Linked DNA regions of Rattus norvegicus: region 2 is linked to region 1. A link is a contact called in public Hi-C data. All regions are on one chromosome and are shown on one strand. The core of a region is the stretch at or near the end of the contact, and the rest is flanking DNA. Distances in the headings are between cores, read along the strand shown.

Region 1 (3,820 bases), core at 554-3,053:
CCTCACACAGACATACATGCAAGCAAAAGTCCAATGCACATAAATAAAAAGATAGAAAGATAAAAGGGAGTAATTTAAAAAAAGAATGAAGGCTGGAGAGATGGCTCAGAGGTTAAGAGCCCTGACTGCTCTTCCAGAGGTCCTGAGTTCAAACGCCAGCAACCACATGGTGGCTCACAACCATCTGTAATGAGATCTGATGCCCTCTTTTGATGTGTCTAAAGACAACTATAGTGTACTTATATATAATAAATAAATATTTTAAAAAAGAGTGAGCAACTCCCTGACAACATTTCACACTGCATTATTCTCTGGACATTTGCCTAAGTACCTCTGCAGATCTGGAGCAACCCTGTGACTAAGGAAGTACTGTACAATTTAAAGTCCAACTAATTAAGCCAGGTGGCAAACACCTTTAACGACAGTTCTTGGAAGGCAGTGGCAGGAGTATCTTGGAATTTGAGGCCAGCCTGGTCTGCAGAGTAAATTCCAGGACAGCCAGAGCTACATAGAGAAACCATCTCAAAAAATAAAACAACAACAAAAGTCCAACTAATTTAATCATTCTGGCCTCAAAATAGTAAAATTTAGGCATTTCTACTTTTTCTAACCTTTTTTAATTCTTCAGGTTTTAAGTGATGGGCTGAAGACAAAGAATATGGCCCATTAAAATTCAGCCATGTAACTCTTGCACAGGCTTGGCCAAACGTTAAACAAAATCGCTAAAAACGACTAATTCTACATCTAGTCACCTATGGACTAAATGAGAGAGATTCACAATACCAACTCTTTCCCATAAGGATATTAGACTTAAAGTCCAAACGAAGAAGCAGTGTGGGAAAGAAAATCAGTGGCGAGAGTTCTAGTTCAAGGATCATCAATACCCTGAGGCTTGTTATTCAGAGTTAACAGGGAGGTTTTACTTTTCCCTGACAAATTATCAAAGGACATTTACAGGCTCCAGTAATCTGTGTTACGCCTGCCTTAATAGATTAGACAACTGATAATAATTTTTGCATTGTTCTTAATGCATCAGAAAATAACTGGAGGCCAGGATTGTCTGGGGGCATTAACTGAAGAAATTCACATTAGCAATCCACCCCCAAATCGTGGTTAATTCTCAAGTACACAGCTCAACTAGTTTAGCTACAGGACATTTATGTCTATAAATCCTCCCCCAAATACTGAAATGGGCTATTTCAACCACAGATTTCCTCAAATTTGAGTCAAACACCTAACAAAAGTTCGTCAGCACAGGCGGAAGGGATATGAGGGACGCGGTCCGGCAAGGGATGTTTAGTAGTACCGGCCGACATCGCCTTTACACCTGCCCTTGGCTTGGCTGTCTCCAGCTTCACTCCGCAGAGACTGGGAAGAAGAGGCCAGGAGCCAAGGGGCGTCAGCAGATCTGAGGATCCGTAGCGGCCACCCGCCCTGCGGCCTGCACCCCCAGACCGGCCGCGGCCTCGCGTAAAGCGCGAGCCCGGAGCAGCGCGAGGACCGGCGGACACGAGCCGGCCGAGGCGCGGCGCCCTGAGTCCCGGGTCCCCTCCCGCCGCCCCAACCCGGCTCACCCGGGCTCTTCAGGTTATAGCGGGTCTCCATGGCGGACCTCCCCGCTGCCGCTCTCGTCGGCGCCGCAGCTGCCCGGGTGTCGCGCGGCGGACGCGCCTGACGAGGGCCTCCGCTGACACCGCCCAGTCCAGCCCGACCGCGGGCGAGGTGCGGGCCGCGGGGTCCGCCTCCCTGAGGGCCGGCCGGGCGCCGGGGCGTCGCCGAACGGGGCGCCGGGCTGCGGACGGCCTGCGGGGCTGACGTCCGGGCCGACGCGCCGCTGCGTCACCGCCGGCGCCGGGTCTGTGAAGTCGGCCTGACGTGGCAGTCACTTCGTGGCGGTTGTTCACTCGGCGACAGCGGCAGCGGCGGCCCCGCGAAGCCCGCTCGGGGACCCGAGGACACGGGCGGCACCCTCGTCTTCCCTTCGGCCCAGCCGGGGAGACCGACTAGCCGCGGGCCCTGCAGGGTTCCCCAGGAGCTCGCGGAAAGCTCGGAGGAACGGCGCAGCCCGTAGCGGTCGGCAGGCGGGCGAGCACGGCCTAGGGCTCCGCCACCGTGACGGCGCTTCTCCGAGCCCGCAATGGTCTCGGTGCGATGGACCCGAGTGGTCTTGTGTACCCGAGGCCCCTAGCTGCGCGGTGTGATTAACTAAGACACCGCTTCCGGGGTGCATCAGAACCTTCCAGAAATAAAAGCAAGGCGGTCACCTGGAATTTTAGTAAAAGCACATACATAAATGGGACCGGTCATGGATTGTGGAGGACAGAGAAAGGATGGTTCAGAAGGCTTCACGAAGGAAGTGGGTCTCAAGAAAGGAGGGACCCATAGAGATTACAGAAGGTAATATAGGTGGGATGAAGATTAATTAGACAAATTAGTGTTATATAAAAATCTTGTTTGATCTTATATTGTCAAGTTTGTAAGTGAATTATCTATAAGTGAATGCCATAGTGATTTGTCCCAGCCTACTGAAGTGGGAGGGTAAAAAAAGATTTAAATGGCATCTTTTAAGCCATTAAAGGTGATGTTTTCTGAATATCAGTAAGCTGATAATCTGATGAATAGAGAAGCAAGCAAAACCAAACTTCAATACGTTTCATTCAGCTTTCATTCTTTGTGTTCAGTCCTCAAATTCAACATCCAACAACCTGCCCAGCTCAGCAACTGACCTCATAACCAGGCCTGCCAAAGGGATGTAGTCATTCTCATTCACCAACCAGCTTCTGAGGGCCCTTTCCCATGAGGCTCTTCTCTTCCTCCAAACAGTGGAGGTAGAATGTTTCTCTTTTATTCTCGAAGCCACCATCACGTTGTCCTTGGGGACTCTTCCTTAGGTAAAAACAGCATCAAATCTGGCATTGAGTTACAGGCTGTGGCAAAGCTTAATTATAATCGCTGCAAGAGAAAAGCCAACTCTTGAGTTTTCTCTAAATAGAAACGTGTGCAGATAGGGTAAAATGTGGATAAAAAGGAAGTAAATGCCATTTAAAGGTTGCTACTTTCTTGACTGTTAACTGGGCGGGAAGGAAATTAATTTTCCCAGAAATGTAGGTTTGTCAAAAGAACAAATTCCTTCCAAGAAGAAAGTAACAATTTATAGCAGACAAAAAGATTCTATCCCAAATTAAATTTGGAAGAATTTTCACCTTGTTCCTGATAATAATCCTAAAGATAACTTAAAAAAAATTTAAACCAGTCTCAAGAGATACCACAAATGACAAAAAGAAGTTCAAACACTTCAGAGACTTGACAGCCTTGAGCTTCAATCCCCGTGTGTTCCCCTTTCCCTAGAGAGCGAACAAGGCCCTGTGACTGTGGGTCCCTCTCCCTTAGCACTGACGCCCTAATACAAACTCTACTGGATATCGAATGCTTGATCAATTCCTTTATTCTTCATGAGTGTTTGCAGTGACACCGATTATCTTTATGGTTGAAGAAAATTGAAGTCTTGAAGAAAGTAAGTGGTTCATTTAACTTCTCGAGTACAGTACAGGTTCTTAGCCTCCTGGTATATTATTACTGGTGTAGCCCAGGTCAGAAGTTACAGACCACCACACATGTAAGGCCAAATTATAGCCCTTTACTAAGCCAGCAACCAAGAACAGGCTCTTGCCCCTAAAGAATCTCTCGGCACCAAAGCTCAGGGTATATAAAGAGAAACCACGATGGCATTCGCAGGGTCAGGGGAACGTGTTTGCATTTGAGTTGACTATGAGTTGGTTATGCATCTGAGTAATGGAAAGTCCAGAATGTGCTGCCAAGG
Region 2 (3,820 bases), core at 801-3,300, 230 kb before region 1:
ATTGTTACTAGAAGCTTTGGGGTGTCACATGCTACGAGGGGGTTGAAAGGCATTAGACAGCTTCAGGGGAGAGTGAACAATCCCAGAGTGTCCAGGGAACCATGCTCATACCCAGGATCTGAGAGTAAAGGAGATGAAAAGGAAGTTACCAGAAGGTCGGTTCTCTACCTGTGGCAAGAGGTAGATTCCATTCTTTTGACCAGGAGATGACTTTCTCTCAACAGAGCCCAGATCAAGGGAACTGCAAAACTCCCATTTCAGAAGAGGTAACCCCAAAATCATTTACCTGAAAGGTTGAATACTCCCTACTTTTCTCAAAGCTAGAGACTTGATTTTAAATGTTTACCATTAAGAATTACTGTATGGGGCGCGGGGGGGGGCTGGAGAGATGGCTCAGCGGTTAAGAGCACCCGACTGCTCTTCCAGAGGTCATGAGTTCAATTCCCAGCAACCACATGGTGGCTCACACCCATCTGTAATGGGATCCGATGTCTGAAGACAGCTACAGTGTACTTATATACATAAAATAAATACATCTTTAAAAAAAATTACTGTATGGGCTGGGAGTGGCTTTTTAGGAAGAAATAAGAAGTCAGAGCTCCCTTCTAGGATCTCTAGTCTGAGAACAAAGACATTCCCTACTGCTGGTCAAAGACAAAGGAACCCCATTCCCAGTCTCTAAACCTCCTAGCTCATCCCCATCTTCTATTCTCATCAGAGGGTAACTTGTGGTTTTGGTTCTCTTTTAGGTGACTTATAGGGATGGGACTCAGACTGCCAGGTTTATGTTGCAAGTACTTTAATTACTCCCTGATCCATCTAGATGCCCCGCTCTTTTTATTATTTTCAGACAGAGTCTCATTAAGCTTCCCGTACTCCAACTCAGCCTCTCCAGGAGCTAGTGTTACAAGTCTTGATCTTGCCATACCTAGACTGGAGTTCAGATTCTTCTGCTAATTTTCTAATGATTTGTGTGTGATTCTTTAGTTTCTGAATGCCTTGATTACTGTAAAATGTTAAAAAAAGAAATTCCTGGACAGTGGCGGCACGAGCATTTAATCCCAGCACTAGGGAGGCAGAGGCAGGTGGATCTCTGTGTTCAAGGCCAGCCCAGTCTACAGATTGAGTAAAGAGAGGACAGCCTGGGCTACACAAAGAGAAACACCATCTCCAAGGGAAAAAAAAAAAAGAAAGAAAGAAATGAAATAAAACCCTAATCATTAAAGAACTATGTTTCAAACAAGATGAATTACAGAATTAGTTCTGAGGTCATACTTATTTGGTAACTTATTTAGTTCTTTTCTGTATTAAACTGTGAGGAGAGAGTTCTGTTAACCCAGTTAGCTAGCAAACTGTAGCAGAGCTGGTTTTCTAAGTACAAAGGCCAATTGGCTTGCAGTAGCATCAAGTATCAGGGGCAATGTGAGATCTTAAGGGCCTCCCAGATCTTTAACTATAAAAGCAGTAAGAATTTTAAGGCCCATTTTCGGGATTATAGAGCACTTTTGGTAAACTGAGGAATCCATCAATAAACCTTTTTTAATTTTCACCACCAGGGTTAACTGGCAGCATCAGAAAACTGAACGAGAAATCACATAGCCACACTTCAATGTAGGTTAAATGGAGGCAGATCTTCACCAGCGCTATGAAATAAATCCTTAGTTTTCTCCGAAATCTCTTAAATAATATGTTGAGCTGAAACTGAAAAACTACAAAGCAATCCTTTCTTGAGGTCAGCAGCTTCCTAGTTCCTCCACCGCCTCTCTCCTCCCTCCTCACTCGCCCCACCCCGAGGCCACCCCAAAGGATTGATGCAAGGGAGGTGAGGCCAAAGTCGAACTTCATTGTTCACGGGACACTCTCTCGAAGAGCCCGTTGGACGCGCCTGCGCAACGTGCGTTCTTTGTGAGGGGCTGCAGCAGGCTGCTTGTTTGTGTCTTGCCTCCGGGCGCGGAGGCGGGATCGAGGGAGTGGCCTGGCAGGCGCATTCGGATTGGACCGCCACAGAGAGGTGGACGGGTGCGGGGCGGGGCCTCGGGTAACAACACTAGCCGCGGTGGCCAGCGCTATTTGTTGCTGCGCCGCCTCGCCCGAGTCATGGTCCTTGCCCCGAACCTTCCAGCAGCAGCCTCCGCCGCCGCCCCGTGACGCCTGCTCCCCGTCGTCTGCCGAGCCCCGCGCCATGACTGTCGTCTCCGTTCCACAGCGAGATCTCGCTCTGGGCGGCCGCCTAGCGCCGCTTGGGTTCCTCGGGGCCCTCCCGATGGTGAGCCCGGCCCCGCCGCCCTTGCCGCGCCTTCCGGACCCGCGCGCTCTGCCACCCACCCTCTTCCTGCCGCACTTCCTCGGAGGGGACGGGCCGTGCCTGGCGCCCGCGCCTCGCACCGCTGCACCGTCCAGCTGCAGCTTGGTCCCGGCCGCTGCCCCACGGGCAGCGCCCAAGAAGCGGCGGAAGAAAAAGGTGCGGGCCAGCCCGGCCGGGCAGCTCCCAAGCCGCTTCCACCAGTTTCAGCAGCACCGGCCGAGCCTGGAGGGTGGCCGCAGCCCGGTGCCGGGGCCGATCGCAGCGCAGGAGGAGCGGGGTCCAGGGGCCACTGCCCTGCTATACAGACAGCCCCCACTCGCGAAGGAGGTAGGGCCGGTGGGGGCGGGGCGGCTGTTTACTCGGGAGGGAAGTTTCCGTGACGCTCGCTGGAGTCGTGGGGCGGAAGCAGGGAGGGGGAGGGGCTGGACTGCTGCGCTGGCTCCGCCCTCTGGCTCCGGAGCCAGCCAATGGGAGCAGCGGCTGTGGCCCAGCAACAGCCTGCATTTAGAAGGTTGGCGGCGATCCAGGGGGTTTCGGCGTTCGGGGCTCTGAGACCTGCGGAGGGCTGACGTCAGCCCGCTACGTGCGGCGCTCTGGGGCTCTCATGAAGGCGGTGCTGGGTGGGGGCGGAGGCGCAGGCGCCTTGCCCAGTAGGGCACCCGACCCGACCCACTCACGGCCTGACCCACTGAGTCTGACCCGGGATTTGGAAGTTGGCAAGAGTCTCAGTCTGATGCCCGACACTAGTGTTTCACAGTCCTTGTGCTGTGAGCGGTGCAGGCCGGCACGAGCTTTCCTCGCTGGAGGGGCTTCTAAGCAGTGCCCAGAATTGAGTTTTAGAAGTTATAAAATGGACATTGCAGTTAACTGATACGGATAAAATTTTGTCGGGGCTTAAAGGTTTGAGAGTTTTCTTACCAAAAACAAAACAAAACAAAACATCGTAACATACAATTTGAGGGATTCTTTGTTGATAATGACACAAAAAGCAGCCATTGTACTGAAATTGTACTTGATCAAGGTATGCCAATGGAGAGGAATAAAAATTTAGATCCTGAGGTGGTTTTTTTAGTTTTTCAGACAGGCGTTTGCATTACCTTGGAACTCACTGTGCATCGGAGAACATTGTTTTTTAAAGGCTACCGTTAGGGTGTGGATTTGTGTGACCTTGTACTTGCCTTCAGTTTTTGTGCAAGCGTTAGGGGGAGTGATCTAAGGGTAGAGTTTCCATCTGGTGCAAATTCTGTAGATTATACTTTTGGCTAGGAAAGTTACTAGGGTGCAAAAGTTTTTGGTCTGTTTGTTAGGAGTGGGGCTGAGTTTATAAGATTAACCAAGTAGCCCAGGCTGGCCTAGAATTTACCTTTCTGCGTCTGCCTTTACAGGCCTTTTGGTTGAGTTTAGAAGATTGTCCATGAGGTTGTTGAATCTCAAAGGCAGTCGAAAACGGTTTTTTCTAACCTATAGAGGACACTTGCTCCTTTCCGTTGTTTACAGTTAGAAAACATGGGGTTG

Evidence for each region. A called contact is a pair of places that touch in the nucleus more often than the background predicts.
Region 2: a Hi-C map of liver shows a contact between it and region 1, with 2.6 times the contacts expected there. The contact joins the promoter of Pnrc1 here to the promoter of Ube2j1 in region 1. A contact is called at or near these places in 3 of 12 Hi-C or Micro-C datasets (frontal cortex, liver and mammary epithelial cells) and 1 of 1 datasets of contacts at active chromatin or transcription factors (oligodendrocytes).

What each region holds. Positions count from the first base shown.
Region 1 is chr5:52,216,790-52,220,609 of GRCr8, reverse strand. Ube2j1 (ubiquitin-conjugating enzyme E2, J1) reads right to left here and starts at 1,803. Exons shown (of 8, transcript NM_001106642.2): 1 at 1,575-1,803. The coding sequence starts at 1,605. LOC108350947 (a long non-coding RNA gene) reads left to right here and starts at 2,257. Exons shown (of 2, transcript XR_001837925.3): 1 at 2,257-2,397.
Region 2 is chr5:52,444,721-52,448,540 of GRCr8, reverse strand. It overlaps Pnrc1 (proline-rich nuclear receptor coactivator 1), which reads left to right and starts at 2,050. Exons shown (of 2, transcript NM_173322.2): 1 at 2,050-2,632. The coding sequence starts at 2,183.